Linked DNA regions of Mus musculus: all the other regions are linked to region 1. Evidence: chromatin contacts called from public HiChIP or PLAC-seq and promoter capture Hi-C data. All regions are on one chromosome and are shown on one strand. Each heading gives the region's core, a stretch centred on a gene start, on an enhancer-like site or on the middle of the called end of the contact. The rest is flanking DNA. Distances are from core to core; before and after follow the strand shown.

The links. Promoter capture Hi-C pulls out the DNA fragments that hold promoters and counts their contacts. HiChIP or PLAC-seq counts read pairs in DNA pulled down with a chosen protein or histone mark.
Region 2: a contact with region 1 is called in a promoter capture Hi-C map of embryonic stem cells, with 2.1 times the contacts expected there. The contact joins the enhancer-like site here to the promoter of 4931415C17Rik in region 1. A contact is called at or near these places in 5 of 39 promoter capture datasets (the HPC-7 cell line, embryonic stem cells, hippocampal neurons and 1 more), 1 of 484 Hi-C or Micro-C datasets (embryonic stem cells) and 2 of 115 datasets of contacts at active chromatin or transcription factors (both in embryonic stem cells).
Region 3: an H3K27ac HiChIP or PLAC-seq map of embryonic stem cells shows a contact between it and region 1, with 3 times the contacts expected there. The contact joins the promoter of Mcf2l here to the promoter of 4931415C17Rik in region 1. A contact is called at or near these places in 1 of 39 promoter capture datasets (cranial neural crest), 6 of 484 Hi-C or Micro-C datasets (the HL-1 cell line, adipose-derived mesenchymal stem cells, brown adipocytes and 3 more) and 2 of 115 datasets of contacts at active chromatin or transcription factors (embryonic stem cells and pancreatic cancer cells).

The regions. Positions count from the first base shown.
Region 1 is chr8:12,670,498-12,674,739 of GRCm38.p6, reverse strand. It overlaps 4931415C17Rik (RIKEN cDNA 4931415C17 gene), which reads right to left and starts at 2,313. Exons shown (of 2, transcript NR_166502.1): 1 at 1,715-2,313. Tubgcp3 (tubulin, gamma complex associated protein 3) reads left to right here and starts at 2,640. Exons shown (of 22, transcript NM_198031.1): 1 at 2,640-2,785. The coding sequence starts at 2,710.
Region 2 is chr8:12,428,894-12,433,135 of GRCm38.p6, reverse strand. Sox1ot (Sox1 overlapping transcript) reads right to left here. Exons shown (of 8, transcript NR_027975.2): 5 at 3,098-3,629; 6 at 2,405-2,986; 7 at 713-1,701. Among named protein-coding and RNA genes, the nearest start is that of Sox1, 35 kb to the right of the region's middle. Within about 2 kb of position 2,130, at least 71 of the 459 cell types and tissues checked have an H3K27ac peak or open chromatin away from gene starts, as enhancers often do. A contact at or near this core is called in embryonic stem cells, where this site is marked.
Region 3 is chr8:12,913,750-12,917,991 of GRCm38.p6, reverse strand. It overlaps Mcf2l (mcf.2 transforming sequence-like), which reads right to left and starts at 2,081. Exons shown (of 31, transcript NM_178076.4): 1 at 1,938-2,081. The coding sequence starts at 2,016. Gm15351 (a long non-coding RNA gene) reads left to right here and starts at 2,768. Exons shown (of 2, transcript XR_870153.3): 1 at 2,768-3,413; 2 at 3,966-4,242.

The DNA.
Region 1 (4,242 bases), core at 1,064-3,563:
GGCATTTCATCATAGCAATGAAGAAAATAAGATACTCACCAATGGGGTTCAATAGCTTAGTGGGGTTAGGGTGTGGAGCCTGGTAGAAGAAGTCAGTCACTGTTGGTGTGCCCCCCTCCTTCTCTCCTACTTTGCTTTCTGAGCATCAGGAAGGGAACAGCTCTCTCCTATCACGTACTGCGTTCCAGACTCAGAACAACTGGGCTGAGCAACCTTGGGCTGAAACCATGAGTCAAAACAAATCTCTCCTCTTTTAAAATTATTTCTTTCATGTATTTTATCAGAGCAGTGGAAAGCTGACTAATTTAAGGGTTCACAACATCCAGAGATGCTCCCACAGTGAGGCTGAACCCAGCCATGCCAACCAACAAGAGGGTGCCGATAGCACAGAGTATTCTGGGAAAGTCCTCCTGACTGTGGACGGAAACATTTGTAGTCTCCCAACAAGTCTTTCTTCTCTGGAATAGCTTTGAACCACATGTCCCTTATTCAGTCTGCTTACTGTGGGCCAAATCTGACTGCTGGGAAACACTGACCCACTCAACTGACTGGGTTTTGAGATGGGCTGAAACAGCCAGCCAAGAGGGCTGCTAGTGCTTTCTATATATTCACAACACATATATAAAGATCTAATCACTTATTTTATGTGTGTTTTGCCTGCATGTATGTAAGTGCACCGTGTGTGTGCCTGGGGCCTGAGGTAGTTAGAAGGCAACAGATAAAACTAGAGTTACAGCCAGGTGTGGTGGCACATGCCTTTAATCCCAGCACTCGGGAGGCAGAGGCAGGCAGATTTCTGAGTTCGAGGCCAGCCTGGTCTACAGAGTGAGTTCCAGGACAGCCAGGGCTATACAGAGAAACCCTGTCTCAAAAAACCCAAAAAACAAAACAACAACAAAAAAACCTAGAGTTACAAGATGGTAAGATGGTGGTGAGCCACCATGTGGGTACAGGGACCTGAACCCAGGTCCTCTGGAAGAGCAGCTAGTGCTCTTAACCACTAACCCATCTTCCTAACCCATTTATGTATGTATGTATGTATGTATGTATGCACATACGTATGTGTGAGTGTGATTATTTTTGAGGCAGGGTTTCTCTGTTTTATAGCTCTGGCTGTCTATGAACTCAATATATAGATCAGACTTTCCTTGGAGACCACTTGCCTCTTCCAAGTGCTAGGATTAAAGGCATTGTGTCATCAAGCCTGTTTTTTTTTTTTTTTTTTTTTTTTTTTTTTTTTTAGCATTTTTTGGTCACTGGCTTAGTTGATTTACAATGTCCTAACTTGACTGACTTCATTTTGTATGGTGGAGGTGAGTGGACCAACTGAGGTAGTTGCTTTTCTCCTGCTCTGTGGGTTCTGGGGAACTCGAGTCACCTGACTTGGTGACATCAGCTCCTGTTGTCAAGACTGTGCTGGAGCAGCTACTTTCTAAGTGTTTTCATCTATCTGCTGACATTTCACTTCAAGTAGCCACACAGAAAAGCAAACCGCTCTGGCTTTTCCTGGCTCATTGGCCACCCTCAAATAACTGTCAATACATCTGCAATTAAATGTGTGAGTGCTCAGTCCAGAAAGCCACCTTAAGACTTCTTGCTGGGATCACTCCTATTACCAAAGGGCAGTGCTAGGACCACTCAACAAAACAGAGGCTACAGGGACTGAGGACTGAGCTCTGACTACATGGATGATGGAAACAGAAAAGTGGATCACCTGAAGGTTAGCTACTGGCCCCGGGGTGGAAGAAACACCAGGAATGACTGATAGTTATTCACTATGGCCTTATTCTAGACCTTCTGATGGAGCATCATCTGTGTGGGTGGTACAAAATAGGCTGGAGCTAAGAATGGGCTGAGAGCTGAGTGTTGAGAGTCTCGGCTTGTTAGAGTCGTAGTCAAATTCCAGGCTGAAGCCGAGAGTCTCCTCTTGCAGTTTCTATCGTTGGCTTCAACTGGCTGAGCTCCAGCAGGTACCATTTGTACAGGGAGTGAGTGTGTCCGCATTCTGTACATCACAGAGCGGGCAGGGAAGGGTGGCTAAGAGATCTGCGAGCAAAAGACGAATAAAGGTATGCTCTCCATTAAGCCACCTCTGAGTGCCACTGCTATCATAGTCCTGAGTCAGCGACTAAGAAGGGAGCTTTCTGCGGACCACCGAGCATCCGGGCAGGAGCGGCGGAGCTGGGCTCCCAGTGACGAGGACTCTCCTCCTCCTGCGTCCCAGACAGCACAGAATTTCTCGTGTCTGCGTCTGATTTTTCCTTTGCGGCAGCGCTCAAGCCTCTCCATCTCAGTATCCCCGTTTCCAGGACTACCTCCTGGTGACGTCAAGGGGCAGAGGTTCCAGACCTCTGAGAACTCACTTACGAGAGCCCTGCGTAGTAGTCCGGCGCCCCTGTCCCTGTGTGGCTCAAGCGCACTCGGACTCCGCATCCAGTGCTGTTCACAAGCAGCGCCCAGACCGCAAGCTGCGGACGCGTACGGGCATCCTAGGAACGCGTTGCTGCGAGCGTCGCCCAGCAACGACTTTTCCAGCGCGGAGAAGCTGCCAAGTGCAGAAGCCGGGAGAGCGCACGCGCGTCTCGCGCGGGAAGCGGTGCATTATGGGAGGCGCGCGCTTTTGCCGCTTCCGCGAATATGGCGGCGCCGTAGTTAGGGCGCGGGATCCTGGGGCGCGGGGAGGCTGCAGTGCGCAGTCCGGGCGCGGTAATGGCGACTCCGGATCAGAAGTCGCCCAACGTTCTGCTGCAGAACCTGTGCTGCCGGATCCTGGGCCGGAGCGAAGGTACGCGTCCCGGGGTTCAGGGCTGTGGAGACTGAGCGCCATGACCCCCGCCGGCCGGGTGCTGTTCTCCCCGGCCCCCGGGAAGGAAAGGGGTGCGGCTCGCGGACTGTCCCTGCCCTGGGGGCCCAGGCCGGAGCTGCTGTAGCGGCCGAGTTTGTTTTTGGGTTCGTCCAGACAGCACGGCAGCCTGCAGCTCTGCTTCTGCGTGCTTCTCACTCTGCTGTCACCTTTGCCTCTGGTGATGATGAGTCCTGGTTAGATGATGCTCGCTTATTCCTGGACGGTTCAGCTAGCGAATAATGCTTCTAAGAAGCCAGACCCCCAAGGCAGTCCTGCCCACTTTACCCGTACTGTCGCCGCCGTAGTTGGGGGTGGGGAAAATGTCAAGGATCTGGTTTCATGAAGCTCATTTTGGAGATGAGTGGGGACGCGTCTTGAGGGAAGGTTTTAGTAATTGACATGACTGGGTTGCCTTAGAATGTTGAGACAAATCGCGCAGGTTTTCAAGGGAAGACTTTAAACAAGAACCGAGTTTTAAAAACTGAGAGAGCCTTTTGATCTTTCATAATTTGTAACAACCTATGTAACAACTTGTCAGCGTAGAGGATGAATTACTGTGTCACTACTAAACCGTTGACTTAACTCCCTTCTTGCTTTATTCCTTGTAGTGTTTCACTGTGCAGTTTGTTCATGTAAGAAATCTTTGAGGCTTCCTCGACCCTATTATGCCATGAGAGATGCTCCTGTCTAATGGAGGGAATGTGACTAGCACGTTGGTGAATACACAGTGTTTGTGGGTGATAAAGGGCTAGGGAGAAGGCGGATAGGAGGAGCTTAGAGTTCCAGTATCTGGGGAGAGTGTGAGTGCAGAGGATAGTTTACTTTTCTGAAGGGAGTGATCCAGTCATAGGCAAAATTAGATAACTAAGGCTTAACACGCCATACCATCATTTTTCTTTTATTGCATTGGGTCCAAAATTTTTACCTTCCAGAAAGAACCTCGTAGTTATAGCTAGATTTTGAAGTTATTCATTATGAACTTCTAAATTTGAATTTTACATTAAGATCCCTTTTGATAGAAGTTTCACAGCCTTCAGGTGATTGAAATGCTACTTTAAAGCAGAATCCTGTATCCTCCCATTTTCCCACCCCCATTTGTGATTATGTCTTGTGAATCGCTGGACTTTCAGAGAGATCCAGGGTAAAGCTCATTAAAGATGATGCTGTCTTCTCTGTGGATGGAGTTGAGGGATGCAGAGTCAGCTGGGTTCTCTGCCCTCACACACTTTGTTGATATTTTGTTGTGCTCTGACAGGTGTGTAGCCATAGCTAATTGTTGTCATCTCTTTTTCCTGATTCTGTTGAGCATGACTTCTTGTTTGGCCATTCAGATCTCTTCCTAAGGTTGTATTTTATTTTGTTTTCTTTGTAACATATGTTCTTGCTGGGTTGCTTAC
Region 2 (4,242 bases), core at 881-3,380, 240 kb after region 1:
ATCTCGTCATCCAGTCTCTTTTCAGTGCACTTAAACTTGCAAGCAGCAGCAAGAGACAACAAAAAAGCCTCCACATCTTAGCCCTTTAAGCCAGACGCCCCACTTCAGAAGCCAAGGCTAGTTTGTAAAGTTTTCAAACCCTCTAGTAAGAAACTGCAAACTTTCCCTTGCCCATGCCCTCCTCCGGTCCCCAACAACAGAAGCAGCTCTGGACATTGAAATGTGTCACAGACAGAAACACTCAAGACAAGGCTGCTCATGAATTCGGGTCGTATAATTTTCAGAGTCTACATCTTGCAATGATGACATTACTCTGGCAGCCAAGGGTCCAGGGCGGCCAGTCTGAGCAGCTGCTCCCAGCTTTGAAAGGCCCCGGACAATGGGTGCACTGTTCCCAGGGTTGCCCTCCGGCATTTGCATAGACTGTTCTGCCTGGTTGACCAGGGGCTGTCCAGCTCAGCATTGTCCACATATCAGAGGTGACAGGACTCAGGTGAGAGCTGAAGCCGGAAGGCCTCCAGAGGGCATGAGGATGACTGTCCTGGGAACCTTAGCTCGGCTTGCTTTGCAGAGATTCACATGTTTGCTTTCGCTGCTGGAGAGGAGGAACCAGGAGACTTTTAAGAGGAGCTTACAGAGGCTGTTGCAGAAGCATCCTGGGGTACCACCTAATCTAACAATCTAATAATGTGATGGACCAATGGGTGGTCACTCTTGGATGTTTAATATGCTGACAAAATGGAGGCGCACAGTTTCGGCTTCTGTGGCCTAAAGCTGTCACAAGCTGATGCCCAGCTTTCACACCTACAGAGACACCGTTGCCCAGGCGCAGAGACCTCACACACCAAGTGGTAGTTCCCTCGAAGCTGATGCTTTGACCTCAGCAGAGAAAGTTTTTGTAGACAAGTATTCTCCCTAGAGCTTTGGCACCACACACTCCACCATCTTATTTTATTTTATTTTATATTTTAGGTTTTTTGAGACAGGGTTTCTCTGTACAGCCCTGGCTGTCCTGGAACTCACTCTGTAGACCAGGCTGGCCTCAAACTCAGAAATCCGCCTGCCTCTGCCTCCCAAGTGCTGGGACTAAAGGCGTGCGCCACCACTGCCTGGGTACAACCCACCGTCTTTAACTGGAACAGGTAGGGCAAGGGGCTGAACAACTAGGATTTATTTCCACGCCCACAGTTCCTAAGTAAATATTACTAACCCTTGTAGGACCAGGATCCCGAAGGAGAAAATTCCAGGGGAGGGGCCTAAGGAGTAGCTGTGGGTGTGGTAGGGGTGAGGCTGGGAGATCAAGATGGGAGGGAACATTTTTCTGCATCTGAATAGACCACGGTCTGAAGACTCAGCAGCATCATTTTCAGGTTAAAAAGCTCTTTATATAGGCAGTTCTGTGCCTTTACTGGGAGCTAATCAACCTCTCTCAGGCCGGAGTCCCCACAGGCCTGTTTCCTTCCTCTCTTCCACATCTTCTGTGCGCCTAAGTGCTCGTAGACCCCCAACCCGAGCCCAAACAGGTGCTAGCTACTGTGCAGCATCCACTGCAGGGAGCTGGCCAGCTGCTGGCCCCCGCAAGAACCTAGGGGAAGCTTCCGTGTTCCCACCCGTGTTCACTGCGGATTGCAGCACCGCTCATCTTGGGAATATAGCGATTAATCCAGCCGCAGGTTTCCAGATAAGTGACTGTGATGGAGACTGTTGGCGAGAAAATAGACAATTATCCGCTGTTAGCTTTACATAAAGATCGCATTAACTCAAATTAGTTATCAGACAAAAGAGCGTCGGCAAGCGCGCCCTGCCGGCCCGCGCCCTGCACGCGGGCACCTCGGGGTGCAGCCGGGCAAAGCGTGGGGCTGGGCTGTGGCTTCGAGACGTGGGGCCGGGAGTGGGAGGACGCGGCGGGAGGGCTCTAGGCTGGCGTTACTCGTGCTGTGCTGGCCTGGATGGGGCGAGGGAGGGACATAGGGGCAGCCTACGGAGCCGGATCGGCCGGCCCCTGAACTACAACAGTCCCACCTCAGTCTGTCCCACGCTCGTCCCTTTTGCAAGCTCTACCCTGGGAGCCAGCCTGTCCCCGCGACCTGTAGTTCTTTCGTCTCTGGCTGTGACGTCGTTAATTCTCCCAGGCAGAGGCGGCTCTCCAGGCTCGCCACTGCCCCGCAGGGTGCACTGGACAACCTGGTGATCTGATCCTGCGGGGCTACCAGCCAGTATTCCCCGCCCCTGAACCCCCCACCCACCCACCCACCGCCACCCACCGCACTTTCTGAAGGTCGCTCTCAGTATGACTCATAGAGACGAAAAATGAAGACAAGCTGAGGGGGACCGGGCCCGAGCAGGGATAGGATGGGGCTGAGAGTGGCCTGAGGCAGGACCACGTCAGTGCGGCCTCGATTACCAAAGTTACGCACTGTCCACGCACTGAGCATCTTCGCTACCCTCCTTCTCCTGTATCCCGGTTAGCCTGGACACCGGCTTTCACCCGCAGGATGGATTTCGCTGACCGCTGTCGGTGGGAACAAACGCAGCGCCCAACATCCCGACGGGTTGCAACGCCCAGCGGGGTCCCCACTGCTGCAGGCGCGTACTGGCGGTGGCGCTTGCGCCCGGCCGGCCTCCTTGGCCCCAGGGTCCCCGGTCCCGCTGAATAGGGCGGATAATGACCCCCGGTTCCCAAGGCAGGCTCTCTGCTGCCTGGTGAGCCTTGGATTTGTGTGGTCCAAGCCTTTCCCAGCTTGTCCCATTCTGTCACCGGGATAAGGGGCTCCCTCGGCTCGTTTGCACCTGCGTCGCTTTTGGCTCCTTCAGGAATGCGCTGAAGCTTGTAATCAGCTTTGTGAAGCCATTGAGTGCACGGCTGAGTGAAACTTCCAAAGCTCGAGGAAAACTGGCCGGCTGAATAGGAGCCAGCATGGGGCTGCTCTCCAAGCCTCCGCGCTGCCAAATTCCAGCAGAGCGCCTCACAATCGCCTTCCCCACACTGAGAAAAGTGAGAAAAGAAAAGGAAAAATACCAGTCACCGGGGTTAGCTGTTTGTTCCCAGATTAATGGCAAGCGGCTCCCTCCTACTCCACCCCTCCACAAAGCTCACCAGTTCAGGAAATATGACAGGGAGGGGAGGGCAGTTATTAATAGCTCCCCAACTGATGTCACCCCCCCCCCGGGCGGGGGTCTTCTGGGTCTCTGGAGGGGTCCTCCATTCCCAGTTGTTGAGTTGAGCTCCATGTGCCTTAGGCCCAGCAGTTGAAGCTTGTCTTTGCTTGAGTAGAGCGGAGGATGAAGCCATATAGAATCCTTAGCCTAGGCTTCAGGAAGGAACCACTAAGCACCGGGCTCCTTCTATGCAGGCCCAGCAGGGACCCTGCATGCTGGCCCCTTAGCAACAGGTTCCTGGGTCTCTCCTTAGAGGAGCACTCTCACTTCCAAGACTCCCGTAATACCGTTTCTTGGTGACTCCAGTAACAGAGGTGCCTGCAGGGTGACAGCCACTACAGGTGCTTCTCCTTCTGCTTCAGGCATCTGGGCTGTGATTTCTAAGAGCCAACTACTTAAGACAAGTATTTCCATGTGCCGCAGAGGCCCTGGCTGATTCTCTCCCACTCAAGGTTAGTGAAGGCTCCTCTCTGCAAAACAAAATCCTTACCAGTCAACAAAAGACCAGACAGCCTGCAAAAGGCAAAACCATCCTTTTCAAGGTCCAGGTATACCTGGATTCTGGATGGCTGCTCGTCAAGGGAGGGCTCCTCCTTGGGAAGCCACAGTAGGTTCTAGAAACAGTGCGTGCAGTGTCCCTGTAGACAGAGGCACCGCCAGTGTCTACTTTGTGGATGCTGATCTGAACTCAAGTTTCAGAAAGGAAAACTAGAACCCTTTCTCTGTATCACTCAGGAGACCCTTAACTTAGCAAAGCCCCGTAAGAACCTCCCAGAGAATAGAAAGCAGAGGCCATATTGTGATGGACACATTAAAAACTTGCCTCACAATGGCTCTGGATTTTCATAGCTAATGAATTCCTTCCACCCTGAACAGGAAGTCTTTTCTGGGAGCACAGCTACTCGGCTCTTGTTTGATCCAGATGTCCATGTATGCCCTCTAGCCAAGAGAAGCTCAGTCCTGTGGGGTTCTTGCTGCCGTACCTTGCTTCCGTGGGGGGTACTCATGATGTCTGACTGTGGCTCTGTGCTATAAATAGTCCCCTGGTAGATCGAAAGGCTTAATGGGCCTCTTTAAATACCT
Region 3 (4,242 bases), core at 832-3,331, 240 kb before region 1:
CCTGAACTGCACAGGCTTCCTACTTGGCTGTGAGCACCAGGAGAGCCACAAAAGGTCAGATCTGCAGCTCTAAGGAAAGTCAAAGCCCTCAGCTGCAACACCATGCCCTTCGTTCTAAACAGCTTCACCAGTCTCTAGCTCAAGCTGCCAGAACTCTCTACCCATTTCTGGCCATGACCTTAACATGCCCCTGGACCATGAACAATCCTATGACCTTGAGCTGCATTCTGCTAGAAGGGACTCTTGAGGATATGCTCAGAATGTAAACCCTGAGTGATAATTACATAGACCTATATCACTCCACTACAGGGGTGGAAGCAAGAAACTTCATTGTGCATGCACAACTCCTGTCCCCATTGCATGACATATAGCTGCTAACCATTAGAGCCCACCTCCCCAGTGCCACAGCAGATTGAGTTATACTGAGAACAGGAGAGCCAGGGAGGGTGCAGGTGTGGTGACATCTCCCTCCCCACCACTGAACAATGGGATGCTCATATCAGAGGGTCCTGCCAACCACATCTTTGGGTCTTAGTGGAATCTACAACTCTAGTACTGCAGAAACCTCAGAGGGCACAGGCTGGAGCTGCTGCTTCTGGCGAGACAATAGTAGCCACCGGGGCCCAATCCAAGGATGCTTGGACAAACATTCAATGAGTATCTGGTCCAGGTTCTGCTCCTCTGGGAGCCTTTTTACAACTTAAGACACACATGTTGTGTCCTTCAGAGCCCAGGAGGAAACCTCAGGATCTGAAACTCAGGATGATGTCACTGCTGGAGCAATTCCCACTCTTGTGATCCCCCACGCCAGCCAAGCACAGGTGGGAAGGGCAGCAAGTCCCACTTCTTCCTCAGGGCCCCCCTGGGCAGGCAAACAGCTCCCTGGAGCTCCACACTCATTCAGATCTTGTCCAAGCAACACCCAGAAAATTGGGCCACATCTCTAAGAGGAAGGGGACAGAAGGCATAAACGTCTGTCTTCTCTTTTCACCCATTTATAATAAGCAGCCATTTCACTTGCAAAGCCAGCGTTATAAACTGACCGTCTGTCTACACAAGTGCAGGGAGACCACCGCACTTGATGCTTATGCTGATTTAGTTATTTAATACAGGGAGGGTGCCACACCCAGCCCAGACAACGAATGAAATTTTAATCCCCCAGGAAAGTATTACTTAGAAAACTAGATAACGCCACGTATCACATAACACACGACAAAAACCAACCTACTTTTAATAGCACACCACTATTTCCTCCCCATGCCAGACACAACTAGTCAGTGGTACCTGCTTCTTCTGCAGCGTGCCAGGAACCCTCGGCACAACGGATGGAGGCCGACGGCAAGATGCATCCTGCCAGCTCCGAGGGGCTGAAATCTACAGGAGGCTGTAGCTTGTCCCTCACGGCTTATTTTAAGTAATCAGACAATTAATCCTGAAAATGAATGTCTAATTGCACTGCTCGCCCTCTTCTTAACCTATATTATTTTCAAATATTGGCTTTACGGCTTTAAGTGCATAGTGAGGATTTTACCTCCCATCCCATCCCAGTGTCTGCAGGGCCTGGGCTTGGACCCTGGACCATTCTGGGCTCATAATTCCATGGCCACTGCAGCAAATGAGGTGATGCTCCCAAGCAGACTTGCAGACTCCCCCCACGGGCAAATGGCTCCACTTACAAACCCTCATCTCCTAGAAAGCCAGCGCTGCTGATCTGTAATTCTCAAACTGTGTCAAGCAGAATAAAATCACACTGTCAATCCACAAAGCCTAGAAGATGATACCAAAAAAAAAATGCCCATCACGCCTGCCTTTGCTGTTATCAGTGCTAGGGAATAGTGAATGAAGGTGGTTATACAGCCATTAGATGCAATTCTCTACAATTCAACAAATGATGTCAAGCTTAAGAATATATAATCAAGGCCAGCGGCTCCTCCTACCAGTGTTCTTGGAAACCGCGTTTAATCTCTGCACCATTTCTTCTAGGGCCATCTCTTCATTTCTCAGCCAAAACCTCATCCTCCGATTCAACAAAACCGATCCCCAGAAGATCGTCCTCCGCTGCACCAGAGGTGCTGTCGGGTGGGGCTAAGCCGTGGGGAGGGGGCGCGGCTGGAGCGGGGAGGGGGTTGTGGCGCTTTCCTTGGCTTCCCAGGATTGGTCTCCGCGCCACAGGGAGGGGGGCGCGCTTTGCGTTGATGGGGGGCGGGGGGCGCTAGGCGGAAGCGGAAGCACTGAGCCTGCCGGGCGTGTCACCACCGCACCTGGAGTCATGCGTGTGCACCACCTGAGCACCTGGGAGGCTAGTTTGCATCAAGGGGGCATCAGAAAGCCCACTACGCAGGCGCACAGGTCTGCCCTTGCCCTTCCCCCTCTTCCTAGGGTTTCTGTCCTCCGGGATTGGAAGTAGCTGCTGCAGGGACGCGATCCCAAACCACCCAAAGAACATCCAGCCTGAGCCCAATGCTCCCTTTACTTCCTGCCCCAGGCCCCCTTTACCTCCCGCCGCTGCAGGGCAGGTGCAGAGTCCACAGCAGCCTAGAGCGCGCTCTCCACGAGGTCTCATGCCCAGGTAAGAGGGAGACGGTGGGTAGCTGGGTCAAGACTTGACTCTCCCAGCAAGGGCGGTGCCAGACCTAAGACACAGGTCTACGAGAAGGAAGCTCAGCTGTAGGCCCAGGGCTCCCTAACCTCGCCATGTTTGGCAGAGGGCCACGCTCTGCATCTGACACCACCGGCTTCACACAGATTCCGGGTCGCTGGTGCACAGAGTACTACTGCAATGCACAGGGTGGCGAACACCAGCCTCTCCAGCTGCTGGCCATCTTTTTATTGTTTGGTCAGACGGGTCGCATCCTGCCAACAGGATAAATGCCCTGGCACTGTGGTTTTCAGTAACACGTGGGAAACCCAGGACCACAGACTCCAATAACGAGAGTCTATCAAACCCCAGGACCACAGACTCCAGTAACATGAATTGTATCAGCACCATGGTGTGCAACAACGCAATGTGCACCAACATGTATATATCTCAGCACTATGGTGACCAGAAACATGTGTGTACCAACATGGTGTACATGCAGTAACATACATGTGCACCAAGACCAGTATCCAAGAATACATGCATTGGCACCACAATGGCCAACATATGTGCTCCAACGCCATGATTCCCTAAACTGCACCATCACCACAGGGCCCAACATGTATGCGTCGGTAGCTGCACAGACACACCTGTATGTACCGTAAGACCACAGCTTCCAACAACATCCACCCGCACTGAACAATCCAACTACAGACATGTGTGTACCAGGATGCCGTTGCAACAGTGTCTATGTTGGGTTCAGCACTGAACTAAAGGTCAAGACACAAAATGTCAGATGTCCCAGGATTTGTCCTCAGAACTCCTGGCCTGGAAGGTAAAGATCTATAAGATAATTGCCGTGCTAAAGTCCCCAAATCAATGTGTAATAACCACATATAGATATAATGATAAGATAGTAGAAATTGGCCGGGCAGTGGTGACACATGCCTGTAAACCCAGCACTTGGGAGGCAGAGGCAGGCGGATTTCTGAGTTCGAGGCCAGCCTGGTCTACAGAGTGAGTTCCAGGACAGCCAGGGCTACACAGAGAAACCCTGTCTCGGGGAAAAAAAAGATAGTAGAAATTACTGCTTTTCTGAAAGCTCAGCCCCTCAAGCAGCAGCAGTGGCTTTGCAGCAAGTCTCCACATGGACAAGTGAACCCTAGGCAGGCGATGCACTGTGCCTGTGGTCCTAAGAGTCCGGTCAGTTGACACTTGGAGCTGTGTGACATCTGAAGACTGAGACTGGGGGAGTCACACTCGTGCCCCCCAGCTCCAGAACCTTCGCTGCTCACCCCTCGCCCATGCCAAGCTGCTGCCTCCAGCCTCAGAGAAGGAAGGCTGTCATCAGGGCAAGTGCTGAGACGTAGGCCCTGCCTCTCCACAGGTTTCTTTCCTCACCTTCCATCTGCCGCACAGAGACAGGCCTATGTCTTTCTAGCAAGCCCTCGAGCAGCCTAGGCTTCCTTGGGGCAAACGCCTGAGGTGTCATGGCCCGTGAGTGGGTCTGGCTTGTTATGTGCACTCCCGTAGAGGTCCATCGGGTCCACGCTGTGACAAACACTGCTGATGTCATTCCATCTTCAAAGCCAGAACCAAGGGAAAAGGTGACAGTGTCTGCCTCCCTGTCCTTTCGACAGAGCATCCTGGAGCGCCTCAATGTT